Regions from separate parts of the Mus musculus genome. Here regions 2 and 3 are each linked to region 1. A link is a contact called in public HiChIP or PLAC-seq and promoter capture Hi-C data. All regions are on one chromosome and are shown on one strand. The core of a region is the stretch at or near the end of the contact, and the rest is flanking DNA. Distances in the headings are between cores, read along the strand shown.

What was found. Promoter capture Hi-C pulls out the DNA fragments that hold promoters and counts their contacts. HiChIP or PLAC-seq counts read pairs in DNA pulled down with a chosen protein or histone mark.
Region 2: a contact with region 1 is called in a BATF HiChIP or PLAC-seq map of CD8 T cells, with 13 read pairs. The contact joins the enhancer-like site here to the promoter of Tmprss4 in region 1. A contact is called at or near these places in 9 of 39 promoter capture datasets (the C10 cell line, HPC-7-derived erythroid cells, embryonic stem cells and 4 more), 1 of 15 datasets of contacts at CTCF or cohesin (large pre-B cells), 25 of 484 Hi-C or Micro-C datasets (B cells, the BV-2 cell line, CD4 T cells and 20 more), 5 of 115 datasets of contacts at active chromatin or transcription factors (CD8 T cells, T-cell acute lymphoblastic leukemia, bone marrow-derived macrophages and 2 more) and 3 of 9 other capture datasets (adipose tissue, liver and macrophages).
Region 3: a contact with region 1 is called in a promoter capture Hi-C map of macrophages, with 6 read pairs. The contact joins the promoter of Il10ra here to the promoter of Tmprss4 in region 1. A contact is called at or near these places in 3 of 39 promoter capture datasets (embryonic stem cells, macrophages and stem cell-derived epiblast-like cells), 1 of 484 Hi-C or Micro-C datasets (Th1 cells), 4 of 115 datasets of contacts at active chromatin or transcription factors (CD8 T cells, bone marrow-derived macrophages and embryonic stem cells) and 2 of 9 other capture datasets (adipose tissue and liver).

The regions. Positions count from the first base shown.
Region 1 is chr9:45,202,316-45,206,463 of GRCm38.p6, forward strand. It overlaps Tmprss4 (transmembrane protease, serine 4), which reads right to left and starts at 1,720. Exons shown (of 13, transcript NM_145403.3): 1 at 1,470-1,720. The coding sequence starts at 1,472. The region is part of intron 1 of BC049352 (cDNA sequence BC049352); the gene reads left to right.
Region 2 is chr9:45,298,808-45,302,955 of GRCm38.p6, forward strand. No RefSeq gene overlaps it. Among named protein-coding and RNA genes, the nearest start is that of Tmprss13, 18 kb to the right of the region's middle. Within about 2 kb of position 1,849, at least 318 of the 459 cell types and tissues checked have an H3K27ac peak or open chromatin away from gene starts, as enhancers often do. A contact at or near this core is called in B cells, the BV-2 cell line, CD8 T cells and 19 more, where this site is marked.
Region 3 is chr9:45,267,260-45,271,407 of GRCm38.p6, forward strand. Il10ra (interleukin 10 receptor, alpha) reads right to left here and starts at 1,890. Exons shown (of 7, transcript NM_008348.3): 1 at 1,747-1,890. The coding sequence starts at 1,813.

The DNA of each region.
Region 1 (4,148 bases), core at 470-2,969:
GGGAAAGGACTGGTTGCCACACACAGGTAGCTTAGTGGTTTGCTCAGGGCCAGAGTTTGGCAGTTCTATTCTGCAGTCTAGCGGCCATTGCTCTGTGACCTTGTGGCCTGACCCTTCACCCATGCTGACCATCTACCTCCTCCCTCATCAGCAACACCCAACTTTCATTCCGTGGTGGCAGCAGGGCAGGGTGAGACATGGTTCTGGCTCTCACTTCCTGGAATGGGTTCCTTATTACCTACAGCCTCTCATTTGCTCGGGCTTCCTGCTTTACAGAGTCTGTTCACACACATTGCTTTGCTCAGCCTTTCTAAGCATCCTGTGTATGTGCCAGGGGTTTTGGGAACCACGCTGTTTCCCTTCTACAGGGGTAGAGGATGCGTTGAATCTCAGTGAAATTAAAGTCTCAAGACCTTGCAGAGAGCTGGCATCCTGGTATTGAGTTCCACATCAGCTTTTGCTCCTGTCAGCTGCCTTAGAAATGGCACCCTGGCCAGTGGCTCATCCAAGAGGGGGCAACCCAGGGTTCCTCAGTGCTACAAAGCAGTGGCTCACAGTCTGGAGGTGGGCACTGCTCCCTTCCTTCCTCACTGACCCCAGTGGGGGCACCTCTGCACAGGACCCCCTCTGATGGAGTAGTAGGTAGTTAGTGCTTCAGTCCCAGCCCTGGTCTAGTACCGACAAGGCAGTTCCTGGTGTTCTGCCCTTACCAGACACTAGCATTTTGCAAGACTTTTTTACTAGTGGGTCACTGGAAGCGTTAGGTAGCACCTACCCCCTTTTGTCATGGGGGAGGCAGGTCCTTTCTTCAACCTTTCTGTTTTACTGCCTGAGCGACTGCTGAGGATTGGGGAATCAAGACCCACTGGCTCCCACTTTAGGCCTGGCGATTATCTCTTCCCCTTCCTGGTTCTCAGCTGTCCCCCTTGAGAGGACAAGCCAGCAGCAGAAGATGCTAAAGATAGTCAATGGAGATGAGCATTAAAGAGATCAAACAGAAGAGCCCCACAGACACCCCTGATTGTTTTGGGGGGCATATCTATACTGTTTTCTTTATAAAGGATAGGAGTGACTTTTCTCAGGGAGTGTCTGAGGGTCACTGTGACACCAAAGTAGCCCTTGCCTTTGAAGAAACCATGACATCCTCCAGGGCGCGCGCACACACACACACACACACACACACACACACACACACACACACACGAGACAGTATGCAAAGGAACAAGCATGACTTTGAGGCGATTGGTGGACAAAGACAGCCCTGACTTCTATCTACGCCCACCTTCAATGATGGAGGCAGAGGAGCCCTGATGGGTATGAGAGGCTGGACGTGGAGGTGACTCAATTGTGACCTCTTTTTTATTAAGCCTGGAAGGTGTTATAACATTCTCAGTTAATGACCCCACAGGTTCCTTGAACAGCCCTTTGTGGACAGCTGCCCTCCCCACCCTGAGGGCCCCTGTACTTACCATACTGCTTTGGTAATCCTCCTAATTTTCTTACAGCCTGGAGCTAGCTCTGCCACCCAAGACAGCAGGAGGGGGGTGGGGGGGGGTCTTCAAATGAGCCTCATTAGGAAGCGGCTCAGAAAGCCCTGGTCAGCACTGAGCAGAGGGGGCCCAAGTGCAAGGCTGGCCTTGCTCCTTGATGGCCCACATTCTCTTCTTCCTCTTCCTTCCGCAAGCCAGCTACCACCTGCCACTGTATCTAGGAGTGACTTGAGGACTATTGGGGCTGGTCAAGTCCTATAACACAACCGGTGAAGTTGCCAAACTGGAATGATTATGTGTCTTGTAATCTGACACCCAGTCGTTAGGGGCAGGGACAACACCTGGAGTGGTTCATAGGCCTAAGGACAGGTGACACACCTAAAGAGTTACACAAGCCTATCTGCTTGAATGCCTTTCATCCAACCAGGAAGGCAGGAGGGCGGGCATTGGCTGAGGCTAGTTGACGGCAGACAACTCTTTCTCTTTCTCTTTCCTCTGGTTGTGTGACTTCTCACCATGGCGGTGCTTTTTTGTGGGTTGCAGGAAGTTGGCACGGTAGATTACTAGCTTGTGTCAGGCATTAGGATTGGGGTGTCCATGTGGATCTCATCCCTAAAGAACATGTGTGTTCTTCCCTTCCCAAGACTCAGAGTGAGTGTTGGGCGAATGAGCAACCTAACCTACCTGGCAAGCAATGCGCCTTTCAAATAGCGTACTGCTGGAAAGTCACCAGTGTACTACAACTAGGGCTAGGTCCTCTTCTTCACAGGCTCATTTTTGATCCATGTCTTGCCACATAGGATAGTTGGAACCACCCCAGGCCAGGGGCTGTATGAAGTGGAACTTTGGGATCAGACTGTACAGCTAAAAGGGACCTGGACATTTACAGAGTCCCTGGGGCAAAACCTCCCGTCACATACACATTAAAAAAAATGTACATTGTGTTCTGTTTCACATCTGGTTCTCCTGGGAGAACAGTAAGATGTATGCCTTAGCTCTTCCATTTAGCAATGTGCTTCTGTGCGCCATCTCGTTAACTCTCATGATAACCTCATGGAGACAATTTTGTTCTATTCGACCTTTGGGGATGGTAAAGAAGTTTCTAACAGAAGAACAGTGGTGGTTGGAACCTGAGTCCTCTCCCACTGCCAGTCAGGATGGGCTGCCATCCTGACCCTACAGAGGCATCAGAACACTGGGGATATGGTTGCTATGGTCTATGTTGAGTAGCCTAGGTTCCATCTGAGGCCAAACCTATAGGGTCTTCAGGGCCTTCTGAGTCCACGAGGCTCTCAAACTTCCTCACCCCAGACAGAGACCTTTAGAGCAGGAAGTTTGGGGCCATAGCACGGCTTCTTAAAGAAGAATTTCAGCGGTGGGTCACCTGTGGCCAGGCCTTCCTTGTTGGGTTCCAGTCTGTGCCAGGATAAACATCTGGCCTATATGTTTTCTTTCCTCACCCAGTGCTCAGGTGAGCCAGGAGGGACTGCTGCAGGGCAGGGCTGGCAGCAGGGTGATTGCTCAGCACTCCTGGCTCAGGCTTTGGCTCAAGTTCCCAGATGATTCTGGGAAGGCATTGCATGGGCCTGGGAAGGAGGCAGTCAGGCGGGACTGAATAAGCTGCTGTGATACTCAGGGGAGGAACATAACAGCTGAGAGACGGAGGCCCTGTGGCCTGTAGGAAACAGGCCTGCCTCTCCCAGGTGCCCGGTGTGAACAGCTAAGCCATAACTCCTTCTTCAACGGGAGGCCTCAGCCTTTTTAGGGGATGGTATGAGTATGGGTATGGGTAGAGGGTACAGGGTCTCCTGTAGCCCAGGCTGGCCTCTAATTCACTGCTTTAGCCCAGAATGACGAGAACTTCAGATCACCTTGCCTCTACCTACTGAGTCCTGAGAATAAGATGTGCCTCATAACTTTTGGTTTATGTATGCAGTGCTGGGGATAGAACCTGCAGCCTTGTAAATGCTAGGAAAACATTCTATCAGCCAAAGCCCACCCCAGAGCCTCCCTCTGCCTTTAGATTTCCTGCTGGCTTTCCCCTCCTCCTCGCTCGCTCACCGCTGGCTTCCTGCTTCTCCTTCCCTCTCCCTTGCAGCAGATTTCCCTTTCTCTCTTTGCTCCTCTCCCCAAGTGTGTCAGCTTCAGAGTCACTGTGACCCTGGGGCTTTTGTTCCTCTCACTCATATGACCCCTCCCAAGGCCATCTACAGGGTTCCAGTAGTATATTCACATTGCCGTTTGGGTTTTATAATTTATGTAGACACACACACACAGACACACACACATCTCTTCAATATATATAGGCTTCAGGAGCTGAAGAGATGGCTTGGTTGCAAATCCAAACGAATTTTTCAGAGGATCTGAGTTCAGTTCCTAGCACCTATGTTGGGCAGCACACAGACATCTGTGCTTCTGGCCATCACGGGCCCCTAGTCACATCGAGGCCACCCCTCCCTCCCACACAGAGTAAAAACAAGCCAGATATGGTGGCTTACATCTTTAATCCCAGTACTTGGGTGGCAGAGGTAGGCAGATTTCTTTGACTTTGAGGCCAGCCTGGTCCAAAGAGCAAATTCCAGTACAGGCTGAGCTACACAGTGAGAGACTATCTCAAAGAAGAAAGAAAAATAACAATAAAAGTAACTTATGTGTGCA
Region 2 (4,148 bases), core at 599-3,098, 97 kb after region 1:
TCACAGTGATACCTGGGGTCCAGGGCAGCCTGAGATACCCAAAGGCCAATCCTAAAGGGCACAGTGAGTGCACTGAAGGTTAATCCAAGAAATCAGCCATTCTCCAGTAACAGGCCTGGAAGAACTAGGTATCTCCTGACCTGACTATCAAACTGGCTGGGAGTGAGAGAGTACTTGTTTCCCAGAAAGACACTCACAGCTTCTCAGATCACCTCATGAAACGGAATGAAGCCCAGACAATAATGGATCAGTGGGCGTTCTGACCAGGACTGCTTAGATATGCAAGTTCCTAGCCCTCTGTTTAAATTTCAATTTCACTTTAGGGTTCTGAGATGGACTTGAAGTGGTCACTGGATCTGCCTCTTCCCAATGTGACCACAATGAGCAAATCTCCTTTCTGGTTCTCTCTATTGGTCTGGTTGGGTAGATCTATTTATCTATTGTCTTCTTGGGGTAGAGACTGTGACAGGACTGTGACCCCCCCCCATCTTTTGGTAGCAGTCCCTGCTCTTTGAGAGTCCCAGGAGATGAGCTCAGCTCGGCCCCGGAGGTGATGTCATCTGAGTCTTCTCCGGAGGGACTTCCAAGGGAGCCCTGTGTGAGTTCACTCTGCACTTCTGTTTTCAAACAGCTGCTCTCTGCTCCGGTCTCTGGGTGCCACTCTCAGTTCTCTCTTTGATTCCCACCCAAACCAACAGAGAAGCCAAGTGAAAGAGTAAAAACTCCCTTATGTATGTAATCAATCCACTGAAAACGAAGGTCCAAGGAGAAGCCAGCGTGCCTGTCTCGGGGACCTACACTCCAGCATACACAAGGACATTGCTACCTTTAAAGTCATGTTGACCACCTTGCCCCAAGGGTCTCATGGTAGCGCATCAACCCCAAAGGGACTCACTGTTCACTTCTTCCCCCTCCGTCCTCACTGTTCTCATTGGTTTGTTTTTCTAAGTGTATGAGTGCCTGGCCTGCATGTATGTCTAGTGGGCGTAATGCCCACAGAGGCCACAAGAGGGTGCCAGAGCTCCTGGAACTGGAGTTATGAACAGTTGTGGGCCACCGTATGGCTGCTGGGAATGGAACCTGGGTCTTCTGTAAGAACAAGTGCTCTTGAGCACTAAGCCATCTCTCCAGCCCCCTCTTTGTTGTCTTCCTCTGAAACCTTCTTACCATTCCCATCACCACATAGATTCTTCTACTTTCAGCTAACCACTTTGTTTCCTCTGGATCATTCATTGTTACATCCATTAGTTAATTTGTGAGTCCTCACCTGCCTCCCTCTGTCACATCTCCTGAGAGCATGGCTCTTGCCAATCTGCATACCCCAGGACACCCAAACAGATATGTGCCACCAGGACACTCTAATTTGGTCTAGTGTGGTATACCAAGTGGTACAGAAAAGGGGGACACATGAAGAGGATGCAGATCTAGAGGCAACATTGGGAAGCATTAAGTCTCAGGGACCTGAAGAGTGGCATCGGCTTCCCCAACACCTCACTGGCAAAGCACTGAATTAATTTAGAAAGGATCCCTTAGAGAACTCCGAAAAGTCCGTGAAGATGACAAGATGATGTTTCTTCAAGAGGATGCTCAGGGAAAAGGTCAAAGTGAGAAAATTATAGAGGAAGTGGACTGGGAAGAGGGGTGTCTCGTACTGGGAGCTACAGGGTATGAGGCAACTGAGGAAAACCGGTACTGGGGGTAGCCAGGAGGTGGAAGGAGCAGAGAGCTTTTCCGAATGCTGTCACTAGGTGGCGCCCGAAGACAGAAACTGGAAGGCAGGACATTCACGCGAGCGTGCAGATTCTCCAAGTCACTTCCCCGGAAATGACTCAGCAGGGATGACTTCAGCAGGTGGGGTTCTTCCGCTTGCGACCCAGGCTGCACGACGTTACATCAGGCACTGGGTGCAGAGGAAGTGGGCTTCTCATTTCATTCACGGAGTACCCACTCTTCACTCATCATCAGTCCAGTCCGGGTTCTTTTGTATCTGGGCAATGTCGTGAGAGCATCTGACTGATCCCTGCACGGAACAACGTGAAGTAAATGGATGACAGAGTGGAAAACACTCTAAGCCAGCCCAGCCCAGCCTCGCTCACAGTTCTAGCGCATGCTCTCTCTCCTCTGAAACCAGGCATCACTAGTCAACTTCACCCTGTGCCTGGCATTTATGACACACTGCCCTACAGACTGAGTCCATATCTTATCTCCCTGACTGTGGAATGTAGCATGTGCTGGTCATATCTCATTAATCACTTTTATCTCATGAACATCCCTCCCCAACACTCAGCATAATATCTGGACCACTGGCCTGTTTGGTAAAGATCTGATGATGATGGTGGTGATAATAAAGGGGGAGGAGGAAGAAGCAGAGGATGGAGGAGGAAGAGGAAGAAGAGGAGGAGGAGGTGGAGGAAGAAGAAACCATAGGCCATCGCCAATGAGGTAGTTACTTGCCTAGCAAGTCCTACACATCATAGATATTAACGATGACAAAGGTCACTGGAGCAGGGAGGGGAGGTGCCTGGGCTGGCTGTGAGGGTACTCAGCAGCTCTACTCCCAGCATCATATCTTAGGCAGGAAGTGGTACAGAGAATCCCCATAGCAAGGCCTTTACCACCCCCATTGCTAACAGAGCAGTTTGGGTCCTACTGGACTACGACTCCATCATTATATCCTACTGGGCTGCAGTCTCGTAATAGAGGAATGCAAGGCCTAAAAATCAGTATTGAGACGTCCAAGATACCTGCCATCTGTGCAACACTGAGTCTGCACCTCTGTCTACACAGTAGCTGTTGTGCTTTATAAAAGAGAGCCAGGATATGTTTGATAGAACCAAGTATGGTACAGTGGGAGGGGGCCTTGGTGGGCCTGTGCTGTGACATCCCTTCTCTCTGAGGTACCAGCCATAGGACAGGTATAGTGTGGACAGAGTTTATTTATGCGTGGGAAGGGGGGTTGGGAAGGGAGTAGAGACAGAGAAAGACAGGGGGTAGAGGGAGAAGGAGAAAGGGGTCAGCGAGAGAAGAGAGTCAGGGGTGGGGGCAGAGTGAGCAAGGAGCGACCAAACAAAGTCTTTAAGAACAAGCCAGGCCTACCTGGCTGTTGCTAGGTAACTGTTGGGCGGAGCCTAGAAGGAATGCTAACAGGGGCCATGCCACTGTACCCCATTGTGTACTTTCCAGTTCAAGGCGAGGGTAGGCGGTGTGAATGTGCATGCTGATAGCTGACCAGGGCCAGAGGGGGAAGGAGGAGGTGGTTACCAAAAATACCCGGATACAAGGCTTGCTCAAGCCCAGCCGTCTGTACAGGCAGCTTCCTAAGTTTGAGGCTGGAGATCTCATCCTTTACCAATCCGATGCCATCTTTTGGGCTTACTTTACTATTAAAACGGATAATGAGGCAGAGACAGGCGGATTTCTGAGTTCGAGGTCAGCCTGGTCTACCAAATGAATTTCAGGACAGCCAGGGCTATACAGAGAAACCCTGTCTTGAAAAAAAAAACAAAAAACAAAAAAAAAAAAACAAAACAAAAACAAAAACAAAAACAAAAACAAAAAACAAAAAAAAAACCAAAAACCTGATAATGAGATTCAATAAGGAAAGCTAAAGTGGACCTGGCCTCTGTCCTTGCTGAGGCTTTGGTCGTCCTTAGCTATGTAGTTAGAGACAGTCTGAGCTACATGACTCTGTCTCGAAATTACCACATACCGTGAAGTACATAGTTGTGGCTATGGTAAGTGCTTCACGGGAGAGGCATCTGCCACATGAAGGCGTGTTGTAGGAAGATTTAGACAGGACAGGGCCCCCTTCGACCCCACAGAACTCGGAAATTGTATAGAAACAGGTGTCTGTGCCAAGCCATATATGGCCTCAATGGAGCCCACCTGTTGCCACACTGATCTATGTCCCTGGAGGAGCAAACTGACAAACCTCCTTGTAACTGATCTTTGAAGATGTCCTGTCCAGAGGGCAGCTAGACAGAAAAGATCTACATGCTAAGTATTTAACAGCCAGACACTCAACTTGTAGTCCACAACTCACCGTTCATGCATTCCGCCATCTTAAGTGGGAAAAGACATATGAGATGAACAACTTGTCCCAGTTCCTGGGACTGTCCCCGTGTCAGCATTGAAAGCACCATCTTCTA
Region 3 (4,148 bases), core at 640-3,139, 65 kb after region 1:
CCCGGGGGACTAGGAAGAGGGTGGTGAAAGCCGCAAGAGTACTTTGGGAGGGAGGGGCTGGGTGCTTTACATATATATGTTCGGTTTAGTGATCACAGCAGCTCTGGGCTCTAGACACATGCCGAACTTAGTGAAGAAGAAATAGAATCCCAGAGAATCAGATAGTTGGCCCAAGGCCAGTGGAGCCAGTAAGGGGCATGGTGGTGGTCTATATCCAGAATGTGTCTGAATCCAAAGCTAGAGTCTTGTCTTTCTATGCTTGTGTGATGTGGGATGAGAAGCCTCACAAGGGACTGACAAAGGCAAGTTGGGTCTGTTACATTCCAGGATAATGGCCAGGAGTGGCTCTCAGATGAGCCGGTCCCTGGCTCTCTGGCCAAAGCCTGTTCCTGTTCTAGCGACATTCCAGGACTGAGTTCTCATCCAAGCCATGACCCTTGACCTTATCTGGATCCGTAGGCACCCTGCTTGTCTACACAGACATCTTGTGGTCCAGGCACAGGGTATCCCCACAGTCCCTAGTTTCTAGGAAAGCTGTAGCTCAGACATGGACATCAGTATAATCAGATGCCTAGGCGAGCCTCAAATGGAGACAATGAACGTCAGCGGTCCAGCCTCCTGGCCTCCTCGAAAACTCAGCTGTGAAGTACCTGTAGTCTCCCACTCTATTAGTTCTAAAGAGCTGACACAGGAGCCTGGAGCTAGCAGCTTGCCAGTATGACCAGGAGCAGAGGAGTGACCCCCTTGAGATCCTCTGCCCTTTTTGTAACAATACAATAAGCATTCCTATTGAATTCTCCTGATGAGTTCTGCGGGCTTAAGTGTGTTGCAAGGACAATAGCCCTTGTTCCTCTCCAGCCTTCTTGACCCTTTAAGATGTCTCCTCTTGAAGGCAGCTCTGCAACACTTTCCTTCTCCAAACTGCCAGCTCTCTGAGAGTCACAGTTCTCAGTTCTCTTTCAGTGACCCTGTCATTCTCAGAAAACATACTTGTCCCAGCCCTTCCCCCCCCCCACCCCTTTCTTTGAATCTCAAGGTTGTGTTTCAGTTGCAAAACTCTGAGAGGGGGAGTGAAAACCTCAGCCCGTGTTTGTGATGTTCAGCGGGGCACATCCCCAGTGCCTCTGTAGATAACATGACTGACTGTGCTCTTTTTACTTTGAACTCCTGTAAAAGTGTGTTTTGGGGTCCCCGGTCTTCGTACTTCTGTGCCACTTGGTCCCTCCAACTCTCCACTTTTTCATTCTCTCCTGGGCTACAGGAACCTAGCCTGAGCTGAGGAGTGGGTAAAGTGTGTGTGTGTGAGGGGGGTGGGCAGCAGGCAGCGGAGATGAATTGTGGGCTAAAGACTAACAGGGTGGTCGGGAAGGGTGGGCAGAAAGAAGGGATGGGGTGAGATGGTAGGGTTCAGGGAGAGGAGCCTAACTAAGAAGGGGCACGATCAGACCCACGGAAGAACCAGAACAGCCGAAAAGTGAGGGCTAAGTTATGGATTGTCCGGAGGTGGTAGGATAATGATTTGAGGAACAAGGGTACGTACAGGACGGAAACTATAGGCTTTACCCATCCATCGCTGGCCACTCCCAAACAGCCACAGTTAATCTTAGCCTCCTCCACTTAAACAGCAGGTGAGCCGGAGACCGTTTTGCCAGCATGAAGGAGCTGGGGCGGGACCCCAGCCCATCCAAGCAGATTCTCCCGCGAATGTGAACTTTAAAGCAACAGAGCGAGCGCTGGGGAGCCTACCGTATGCAATGAATTCTAGGCTCAGGCTGGAGATCGTGACGAGGAATGGGAGCAAACGCGACAACATCCTGGGCGCACAGCGGCATCGTCCACTGGAGCCGGCCTTTACGCCTCCGGCCGGCGGCGTCCTGAGAACTGAAGACTGCCGCTGGATCCACAGGGCCAGCTTGACATCAACCTGAAGGCGGAGCCTCGTTGCTCCGCCCTCAGCCCACGGAGCTTGGGAACCTCCGCAGGAACCTCAGCAGGCAGCGAAGTCTAGCTAGTTCTGGGGCATTTGTCTCAAGGTGAAAGAGCAGCTGAGGCTTTCTGTGGCTGGGCTCTTAACTCTCACACCGACTGGACAGCCTGTCTCCCCTCTCCCTCCCCCTCCCCTTCCCCTTGCCCCCTTCCCCTCTCTGTTGTAGCAATTGGAATTACTGACTGGGCCAGGAGCAAAGCACAAGCGTGCAGGTACATGTGTGAAAGTCCTGGGACCTCTATGCAGGGCCCTCTGCTAAGCCAACAGTGAGGGAACGTCCCTACCTGACTCTTGGTGGGAGTCCATGACACCCCCAGGCCCTTTAGGTTGTTCTTGCCCTAAATCTGCAGGTTAGAAGTGTCAATAGGCGCCTTGAGGGACCTGGTATCACTCAGATGCCTCTTCAGTGACCAGGACATCTGTCTGCCCTCCAGTGTCACCAAAGATGTTAATTGTGTGAGAGACCAAGCTTTGTCCACCTGACTTATTGGCAGGTGGCGCTGATACTGTGAGTATGTCACTTACATGATTTTCAGGGATCTAATTGTGAGGTGTACAGCGCCCGTGGGGTCATCTGCCAGGTACATATTCATGCTATCCTGGAAGCCCTGTTTTTGTTCTGAGGAGGCACAGAAGCCAAGGAAGGGCTGGAGTCACTAGGATGCCCTTGCTCTCAAGAAGTCACTTTCTATTCCCCTCAGAGCCTACCTGTCACACGGAAGACACTACTGCCTTGAGAAGGCTTGGCCAGCCATCGGTCTGCAAATTGCATGATTCTCAGTGCCAATACCAATCCTGCCTCCCATCAAATTAGAAACTGACTGAAAACAGTATGAGGTATTTGTTAAATTTTTCTTTTTCTTCCTGGAAATTGGATTGGATGGTTCTCCGGTGTGAAGTTCGTAGATGACAAAGTACTGTTACTATGTCAAAGATTTGGGCAACCTCTGAACCTGGAGAAGGACCCTCCAACTTGGGGGTGTCAGACACGAGCACTGCCGTCGTGACCTGAGAGCTAGTGATGCACACCACCCCCTTGGCTTGTGGAGACACAAGCTTTGTCTAAACACCGTGGGAGTGGATAGTGCTATGTCCAGTGGCCTAGACAGAGGATGCCAAGTGGAGTGGGATCATGTTCTGTGCCGAGGGAACTCACTGGGAAAGGTGCTTGTCTGTGAGGACTGGGCTGCCCTAGCTATTCAGCTAGTTGGAAGTAATATCTGTGAACCATAGCATCGAGCACACACACACACACACACACACGCACACACACACAATCAGTGAGAACCACACTCAGGGATACCCTCGTCACTGTGAATACCCTCATGTCAGCCATGTTGGAAAACTTCAGACTTCTTAATGTGGGAGGACTTTGTTTTAATTGCTGTTCTGCACTGCCCATCCTTCCGCTGGTAAAGCACATATACTGCTTGGCGTGACACAAGTACCCAGGCGTGACGCAAGTACCCGGGCATGACTTCTTAGTCCCCGTTTACCTCTTAAAAAAGAGGACACTGCGGTGTTTCTTCCTCAGTTGTCTTCCTTTTAGTTTTTGGTTGAGTTATAAGAATTTTAAAGCCTTGCACCTTGGCTGTTTTAAGGGACGATCGAGATGGTTCTTCCACATACCAGAATTTACAGTCACAAGCTGATGCTGGCCAAAACCAGGCCCCTTCCTCTAGAAACCACCTTGCCAGAGACAGAAAGTGAGCGGAGATTTTAACAGTTTCTGGGAAGGAAAGTACAGACTAACAAGGGGACACAGGGCTGAGAACAAGGAAGGTTCCATGGCAGAGGTGGCCGGTTATCTGAGACTTGAGCGCTGCGTTGTAATAGGCAAGTTGATGGATGGATAGGGAGGGGATTGGGACATTGGAGATGAGGGGATACAGCAGTTTTAGAGAAGTCTGTAAAGTGGGCACACATCCTAGGGCTGACATAATTTGGCCCTTGCTCGGGGCAGAACCAGCATTGAGTGTGGGCTTCCTGCTACACTCCCTGCTTCCTGCATAGCACCCAGGGAGAAGCTGCATTAGGCACATAATTATCATACCCGAGGAAAGAAAAAAAATTAGAAGAAGCCCACATGCATGCTGTTTTGTGTTGAGTAGCTTGTTCTTCAGGGGTTCTTTTGTGAGCATCCATATTGGAACAGATGGTA